Regions from separate parts of the Ovis aries genome. Here region 1 is linked to region 2. The links are chromatin contacts, called in public Hi-C maps. All regions are on one chromosome and are shown on one strand. Each heading gives the region's core, a stretch centred on a gene start, on an enhancer-like site or on the middle of the called end of the contact. The rest is flanking DNA. Distances are from core to core; before and after follow the strand shown. Region 1 has its middle 38 kb from the start of TP53BP2. Region 2 holds the start of CAPN2 (calpain 2).

Region 1 (4,308 bases), core at 455-2,954, 160 kb before region 2:
CCCTCAGCATGTGAGATCTTAGTTCCCAGATCTGGGGTCGAACCCACGTCCTCTGCACTGGAAGGCAGATTTTTAACCGCTAGACCATCAGGCAAGTCCCTGTAGTAGAATTATCTTTAGATGTGGGTTTATTTTATGTTTTCCCATGCCTAGGTTCGTGTTTGCCTCTTTTTGGCTGGAATAGTATGGAAGTGCTGGTGCATCCTGCCAATTGCATGAAGTCGGGAAAACTCAGACTGTCAGTTTGTCCTACTAACTGCTGGTGATGTCAACTACTTTCTGGTGTTTTGATCGTTGACCAACACAGTAAACACTAAGGGAACAATGACTAATCAATATGTTGGAATCCACTTAAGTTGGAGGACTTCTTAGACTAATGTCATACTTTCTCTGGAGTTTTTTGTGTGTCTGTTTACAAGTTTCTCTTTGTGCGCATCTTCCCGTTTTCAATTAGTTCAGAAAAAGTGAATAATTGTAGTGCTGTAACAGGATGGATTTCAGGGAAGAGGATTTGAAACACGTTGAGGCTGGGAGGAGATCAACTAGAGGGTTGATGGGTTCCCCACCTTTGAGTGGAGAGAGTGTGCTCAGGTCCTGGGACTCATCAAAGCTGTAGATGGACCTGAAGAGTGGACCTGACCCCCGCTGCCCCGCCAGACACACACACTCACCTCTCCCAACTTCACGTCCTGTGTGACTGGTGCTTGCCATCCTGCTCATACTTCCGGATTTTACACAAGTGTGCCAGTTCAGGTGGATGAGAAGGGAAGGGACTGTTGTTTATTGAGCTCCTGCTATTATCCATGTACTTTGATGATGCATAATGAAAAGCTGAGTCATTGGGAAGTTGAGGTCAGTAGAAAGAGTAATCAAACAAAAGCTAAGGTAGTCAGATGTCAACATTCAGAAGCTCCTTTCCAGAGAGAATTTCCTGTCTTTTTAAGGTCTGTCTTTCGTGTTTTTTTTTTTTTTTTAATTGACTGCATTGGGTCTTCATTGCTGCTCTTGGGCTTTCACGAGTTGCTGCAAACAGCGGCGGGCAACTCTTCGTTTTGGTATGCGGGCTTCTAACTGCGGTGGCTTCTCTTGTTGTGCAGCATGGGCCTAGGGGTGTGGGCTTAGTGGTTGTGTATAAAAGCTTCCATCTGCCAACCGCAACCTCCCACTCCATCCATTTTCCCAACCCCCTCATAAAGTGTATTTATCTTTGGGAATCAAGCGCTACTTTATTATGTTTAATAATAAAATACATTGCTGTGTTTCTGAAGATGAATTAGAGAATGTGCTAGGGCAAAGGGGTGGTTTTCTTGTCATTAAGTACTAAATCTGTATCACTCATATACAGTCTTAATGTATCCTACATGTGACATTTCCACGGGAAGGATAATAGAGAGAGCTGTATTGCTTGAGGGTGATAAAGTGATTGAGAACCGTGGTGAAGATGAGCAGAAGCAATAAGATTTATAGGAAATAGTGACGCTAAATCAGGAGCCAGTAAGGTGCTTTTGTGCCCATGGAAAGCTGACCAGAAATAGGCGGTCAATCCAAGTCCTACTTAGCTTGTCTTGCTACCTCTAACTTCCTGGAATCAACTGAAGTGTAATTCTCCAATGCAGCCACCAGGTGGCCATATTCTCCCTTGGGTGTGCACAGGCAGCTGCACTGCCCTTGGTGCCAAAGGCGGGTAACCCAACTGAGAAATTCTCCCCTCTGCTGGTACTGACCTATTGCTGTGCCCATCTGCTCCACCCTGTTCACTTGCAATGTCGATCAGATGGATGGATTCTGTCTTGAGACCTGAAGCAACCGTTCAACCAAAACCTAATGAAGACTTCATTATAAATTGTTTCCACTCCTCCACACTCATTTTTAAAAATCTTTGACAATTCCTCTACACAGGCGTATGTAATTATAACAAATGTTTATCTACTATTTGGTGTTCTGTTTTTAATTCATTGTTATTTCACATATTCAAATTAGTACTGTCTACATGCATACATTTTAGAAAGTTAAATATTGTTTCAGCGCATTTCACATGTTTTCACTATTAGAAATAGCAGGAGTAAGAACACGAGCATTTTGAGCCAAAGCAGAACTAAAGGATAAAAGAATGATTTTATAATTCATTATAAGTGATTTTACAATTCATTACAATTTGTTATATATTGCCAGGTGACTTTACAGGAAAAAAAAAAAGTTTTTCAAGTGTTGCTTTCCCTGAAGCCTCTAATTTCTGATAAAAAATAAGTTGCTGGTATCTTGTGAAGCTGAAAAATACTCCCTCGCCTTTCCTGCATTATGTATGACCTGCCACCTTCTCTATTCAATTGACTGTGAACTTGCTTCTTCTGAAAGATTAGGTAGGATAAGAGATGTATTTTAGCCAATACATATCAGCTTTGGGGAAAAGTGCTCAGACACCATTTGAATGATAGAACCATTTTGAAAGTTGCAGGTTTTCATCTTTGATGGTATGTTTTCTGCTTTGCCTAAACCTTTTTTTCTTTCTTTAGTAACACGAGTTGGCCCTCCCTGGCAATAATTACCTCTTTTCTACTTAACTGTCTGAAAATGACTCACTGGCTCTGACCCTTCATTACAGAAAATCTGACCACCAACATTATTTGTTTTTTCAAAAAATATTTTGTTGATGTTATGTTTTACGTCTTTTATATTCCTGATTTTCAATTTTCATCAAAATTTATAAGTTGCATTTTTCTTGGGAAGAAGCTGTTTGAAATTAAATAATTCATTACTCTCAAATAGGTTAATAAAATCCAAAAGTATTCATAGAGTATAAGTAAAAAGAAAGTATCCACCCTTCACCAAGTCTCCCAATTTCTTTTCCCAGAACCAACCACTGTTCATGGTTTGTTTGGTTTTTTTTTTAATATTCCCCAGATATAGTCTAAGTATAAAAACATGTATATATTTGTATTTATACATTTAAATGGGCTTCCCTGGTGGCTCAGGGGTAAAGGATCCACCTGCAGTGAAGGAGACCTGGGCTCAATCTCTGGGTCAGGACGATCTCCTGGAGGAGGAAATGGCACCACTCTAGTATTCTTGCTGAGAAAAATCCCATGGACAGAGGAGCCTGGGGGGCTACAGTTCATGGGATCACAGAGAGTCAGACATGACTGAGCACAGCACAGCAAGTCTGTGAGTAGCAAAACTACACATTTAAACATGTGTTTTTGTTTTTAAATACTGAGAATAACTACATACACATGATTTAGTTTCCTGCCTAGTTTTAAATTCTATGCTATATCTTGGAAATCTTTCCATATCAAGATGTTTGACCTGTCTCATTGTTTTAACAGCTGCATGGTATTTCATTGCCTGGCTATATCATAATTTATTCAACAGTGTCCTTTGGGTGTGCATTCATTTTATTTCCAAACTTCTATTACTAAAGAATCCACCTGCAATGCAGGAGACCCCGGTTTGATTCCTGGGTCAGGAAGATCCACTGGCGAAGGAATAGGCTACTCACTCCAGTATTCTTGGGCTTCTCTTGTGGCTCAGCTGGTAAAGAATCCACCTGCAATGCGGGAGACCTGGGCTTGATCCCTGGTTTGGAAAGATCCCCTGGAGAAGGGAAAGGCTACCCACTCCAGTATTCTGGCCTGGAGAATGCCACATGGACTGTGTGTATATCCATGGGGTTGAAAAGAGTTGCACATGGCTGAGCAACGTTCGCTTTCATCACTATAAACAGTAGTGCAGTGAATATCCCAGTATCTGTGTTTTACATTCACTTGCGAGTTTAAATGTTTAGAAAAGGAATTGCTGGGTTAGAGATATGAATTTGAAAATTGATAGCTATTGTCAGTTCCCTCCCCACAGAGAATTTTTAATTTGCATATTTAACATTATAAGTAAGGTCAAGTAGCTTTTGATAAATTAAGAAGCCACCTGTTTTTTCCTCTTCTGAGAAACATCTTTTGTTTTCTTTTTAAAACATAATTTTTTGGTGTGAAATTCATATAGCACAAAATTAACCATTTTAAGGTGAACAGTCCAGTGGCATTTGGTGTATTTCCAATATTGTGCAACCACCACCTCTGTCAAGTTCCAAAATGCTTTCATCATCCTGGAAGGAAGTCCCATACCCAGCGCAGCCACTCCTCACTCCCCTTTCCCCCAGGCAGTCCCTGGCAACCACTAGTCTATCTCCTGTCTATGGATTTATCTGTTCTACATATCTCTTCTTGTTCTTTATGTTTTATCGGGCTTTCAAATTTAATATATAGGAATTCTTTAAATATTAAAGAAATCAGTTCTTTGTCTTATGTGTTGTAAATA
Region 2 (4,273 bases), core at 828-3,327:
CGCCCTAACCTGGGGCTCTAAAATGGGCTTAGATTTCCATTTTCCCATCTGGAAATCCTACAGGCATTCCCAACTGATGGGTGACCTGTCTGTCTAACCCCTAATGCCTTCAGAGGCAAAAACCAATATGCACTATGCCTGGCATACAGTAGGTGTTCGATATAAGCTTTTTGAATGAATGAAAGAATAAGGAAAGAAGTATATAAATTCACAAACTGTCAAGTACTGTACAAACATAAGGCAATTACATTCTCGTTTATCACTTTCACAGTCGTAATTTTGTTTGAGGCTCATTACAATCTTGCATTCATTCATTCATTCCACCAAGAGTCTTTTTGTTCACAGATGTATCCCAAGCATTTAAGACAGTGCCTGACATTTAACAAGCCCTCAACAAATACTGCTAAATGAATGAATGAACAAATGAAAGCATACTCTGAATGCACCAGGGATTGACTGGTGAACAATACACACAGGTCCCTGCAGTTCAGTAGGAAGGACAAACCAATACATGTAATTATGTGTACGAACTGTGAAATGCTGTAAAGGAAATTAGCATGATAAAGTTCATGATAAAGAATGACAAGATGAGAAGGGGGGCTGCAACGAATGGTCAGGACAAAATCTCTTTGGGGAGGAGACACCTAAGTCCCAAAGAATGAGTGAGCCAGATTCCAGAAAACTAAGAAAGAGCATCTCTGGCCAGTGAGGCAGGAAAGAGCAGGGTGCCCTTGAGAAACTAAAAGGTGCTGGGCTTGGTGAGTCAGTGGAGAGAGGAAACTCTCTCTTTTAGATAAAGAAATGGAGGCACAGAGGTTAAACAGCTCACTCAAGTTAGCAAGAAATGAACTCAAGTGCTCTGGGCCAAGGGTACCTCCTACTGCACTTGCTGCCTGCAGGCTGGGTTTGGGGTAACAGAAGGTGACCAGCTGATGGGGGTGGGGGTGGGGGTTCGGGGGGTGGGGTGGGGTAAGCAGGACAGGAATGCTTATTTTCCTAACAGGAATCTAGAGGCTGGATTTCCCAGGAGGCCTCCTTGGGGTGTGGTGGGGGAAGGCCAGAGAGGTGTCTGTCCCATAGGAGGTGGGGCCAGGAGGGATCCCAGGGACACAGGATGTACAAACTGATCAGGGAAGCAAACTGCACCCAAGGCCTGCCAGGGCACGGAGGACAGAGATCCGGGGCCGGTGGGAAAAGGGAGCTCAGAGGAGGCCGGGAGATTCCGGGGTGAGGAGAAGGAAGCGGCTCCTGGCTGCATCTCCCCTGTCCTTTTGATAATCACCAGGGTAAATACTACAGGGAGCTGTCTTGCCAGTTCCCATCTGGAAAAATAAACAGGAAACTGCGTGGATAAATCTAACCATCACTTCAAAAGACGATCCCTAGTCACAAACGTCCAGGCTATGCGTGGACTTTCTCCCTGAAGCAGAGAGAACCAAGTTAGAGGCCGACTTCCCCCGCGAAATTCCGTAACACCCACGCCCCGGTCTCCCGCCCGCCCCCACCCGCGGCCTCCCTTCTCTCGGGCCCGCCCGGCAGAGTCCAAGAAGTTTCCTTCAGGCCCCCTTATGTCACCCGCGTTTTTGAGAGTTTTTGCCGGCGGGCCTGCTAGTGCCATATGTGGGCAGTGTGCACCTCGGCGCGTCCTAAGGGCCCCGTGGGTGGCAGATGGGACGCGGGCGACCCCGCGCCAGCGGAGCCCCGGGTCGGGCTCCGGGCCGCGGGGCTCGGCTCCCCGCGCTCCCGCGGCTCCCCGCGCGCGGGGCCGCGTTCTCGCCAGCTCGGAGGCCGGGCCGCAGCGCCTCCGGGCCCCGCATCCCGCCCCGGGCGCGCTCCCTACCGTGGGCCGCTTCCACTCGATGCCCCGGGTCTTGCTGGAGTAGGGTCCCAACTCCTTGAAGCCCAGGGAGGAAGGCAGGGCCGGGAAGGAGGGGTCCTGGAACAGCGCCCCGGCCTCCAGGCACTCGTCCCGCAGCGCCGCGTAGTCCTGGTTGAGGTACTTGACCGCCCTCTCGTGCGAGCCCAGCCCCTCGGCCGCCTCCCGGTCCTTGGCCAGCTTGGCCGCGATGCCCGCCATGGTTGGCCCGGTGCCCGCGCTGCCGCCGGGCGAGCGAGCGAGGGTCTCGGCTGCGGCGATGAGCGGCGCTCGGCAGGGGCGCGGCCAGGGCCCGGCGCGCGGCAGCGGGACTGTGAGCGGCCGCCGCCGGCGATGATTCACCGGGTCCCGCGGCGCCCTCCGCCCTGCGGGCGTGGCCTGGCCGCTCCCGGCCTGCTCGGCGCCCCACCCGGGACCCTGGCGGCCCGCGGCCTGCACAGCGCCAGCCGGACGGCGGCGGCCCGCGGGGCCGGTGCTGCCACCTGCGGACGGCGCCCGGGATGGCCGAGCGGGCCGGCTGCGAGCACCCAGGGCATCCCGGTGGAAAAGCGGGGACTCAAATCCAGTCTCACTTTAGCCGGCTTCCCACTTGCAGGAGAAGGCTGGCGGAAACCCAAGGCTGGGGCTATCCTGACTCTCCAGGAAACACCCTGTGAGTTAGAAGGGGAGAGAGCTGGAGGAGACGAAATCAGCTCTGTAAGAAGGTGGTTTCTCTGCTATAGACTCCATTGGACAGATGGGAAAACTGAGCAACTGAGAGGTTAGATGACATCACCCAGTGTTGCTCAGCTAATTTGGGGCGGAACAAGGATTCCAAGTTACCAGAGGCGTGTTACAATCAGAAGGCTACACACTGCTACTAGTTAGCTGTACGATCACAGAGAGCAGGGTCAGATTTGGCAAATAAAAATACATCCACCTGTAACAGGGAAGAACAAATCTGATTCCATATTAGATCTGTTGTGTTGCCTGTGCTTACTCATGCTGGTTCTGCACCTTTTGTTAAAAAAAAAAAAAAATGTTGCCTATAGCCTGAAATATATAGGGGAGCCTAGTCTCAGGGCTCTGACCTAAAAGAGTCCATTCACATAGAGATAAAAAGTTGGGGAACAGAGAATAACATTTGTTTCATTGAAAGTTTATGGGAACATCTTGACCTGACCTACATGGACAGCTAAGAAAGGATTCCAACACCAAAAAGTTTGCAACAGCTAACCATGCCCCTCCTTCAGCTTGCCTTTAAAGGTGCTTTGCTGAATTCCTTAAGTGAGTTAAGGGCTTTTTAACAATGAGACACCCCGGTCTCCTTGCATGACCCTGCAATAAACCTTCCTCTGCTCCAAACTGTTTCGATTTGTTTGGCCTCACTGGGTGTCGGGCACACGAAGTTTCATTCAGTAAAACACCCAGCTAAATTTGAATTTCAAGTAAACACTAATGATTTTTCACTATAGGTATGTTCCAAACAGTGAATGGCGGCATACTAAAAAATCATTTCTTATTTAAGGAAGCAAAATTTGCCACCTCAAAATGTCTTATTTGGCATGTGGATTATTTTGAGCTGGAAACAATGGAGGCCCAGGAGACTCAGGAAGAAACTGACCTTCCTGATAATGGCCTGAAGAATTTAGATAAAGGACCTGTTTCCAGAACACAGCAATCACCAGAGATATCTGCAAAGATTATAGGCTCAGTGTGGTGGGGACCTTCGAGGCCTAGAGATCAGATACCTCTCTGTGTCCCATTGTCTCTTTGTTGTTTAGTCCCTAAGTCCTGTCCGACTCTTTGTGACCCCATGGACTGCAGCACACCAAGCTTCACCATCTCCCGGAGTTTCTCAAACTCATGTCCATTGAGTCGGTTATGCTATCTAACCGTCTCATCCTCTGTCACTCCCTTCTCCTGCCCTCAATCCTTCCCAGCATCAGGGTCTTTTCCAATGAGTCAGCTCTTTGCATCAGGTGGCCTAAGTATTGGAGCTTCAGCTTCAGCATCAGCCCTTCCAATGAATATTCAGAATTGATTTCTTTTAGGATTGACTGGCTTGATCTCCTTGCAGTCCAAGGGACTCTCAAGCGTCTTCTCTAACAGCACAGTTTGAAAGCCTCAGTTCTTCGGTGCTCAGCCTTCTTTATGGTCCAACTCTCACATTCATGCATGACTACTGGAAGAAACCATTGCTTTGACTATATAGACCTTTGCTGGCAAAATGATGGCCCTGCTTTTTAATATGCTATCTAGGTTTGTCATAGCTCTCCTTCCAAGGAACAAGTATCTATTAGTCATGGCTGTTGTCACCATCTGTAGTGATTTTGGAGCCCAAGAAAATAAGTATCTCACTGTTTCCATTGTTTCCCCATCTATTTTCTGTGATGGGACCAGATGCCATGATCTTAT

Evidence for each region. Hi-C and Micro-C count contacts between places; a contact is called where the count stands out from the background.
Region 1: a Hi-C map of hypothalamus shows a contact between it and region 2, with 5 times the contacts expected there. The contact joins the enhancer-like site here to the promoter of CAPN2 in region 2. A contact is called at or near these places in 7 of 16 Hi-C or Micro-C datasets (blood, hypothalamus, liver and 3 more).

What each region holds. Positions count from the first base shown.
Region 1 is chr12:26,478,382-26,482,689 of ARS-UI_Ramb_v3.0, reverse strand. No RefSeq gene overlaps it. Among named protein-coding and RNA genes, the nearest start is that of TP53BP2, 38 kb to the right of the region's middle. Within about 2 kb of position 1,704, at least 6 of the 54 cell types and tissues checked have an H3K27ac peak or open chromatin away from gene starts, as enhancers often do. A contact at or near this core is called in hypothalamus, where this site is marked.
Region 2 is chr12:26,315,719-26,319,991 of ARS-UI_Ramb_v3.0, reverse strand. It overlaps CAPN2 (calpain 2), which reads right to left and starts at 2,077. Exons shown (of 21, transcript NM_001112817.1): 1 at 1,841-2,077. The coding sequence starts at 2,077.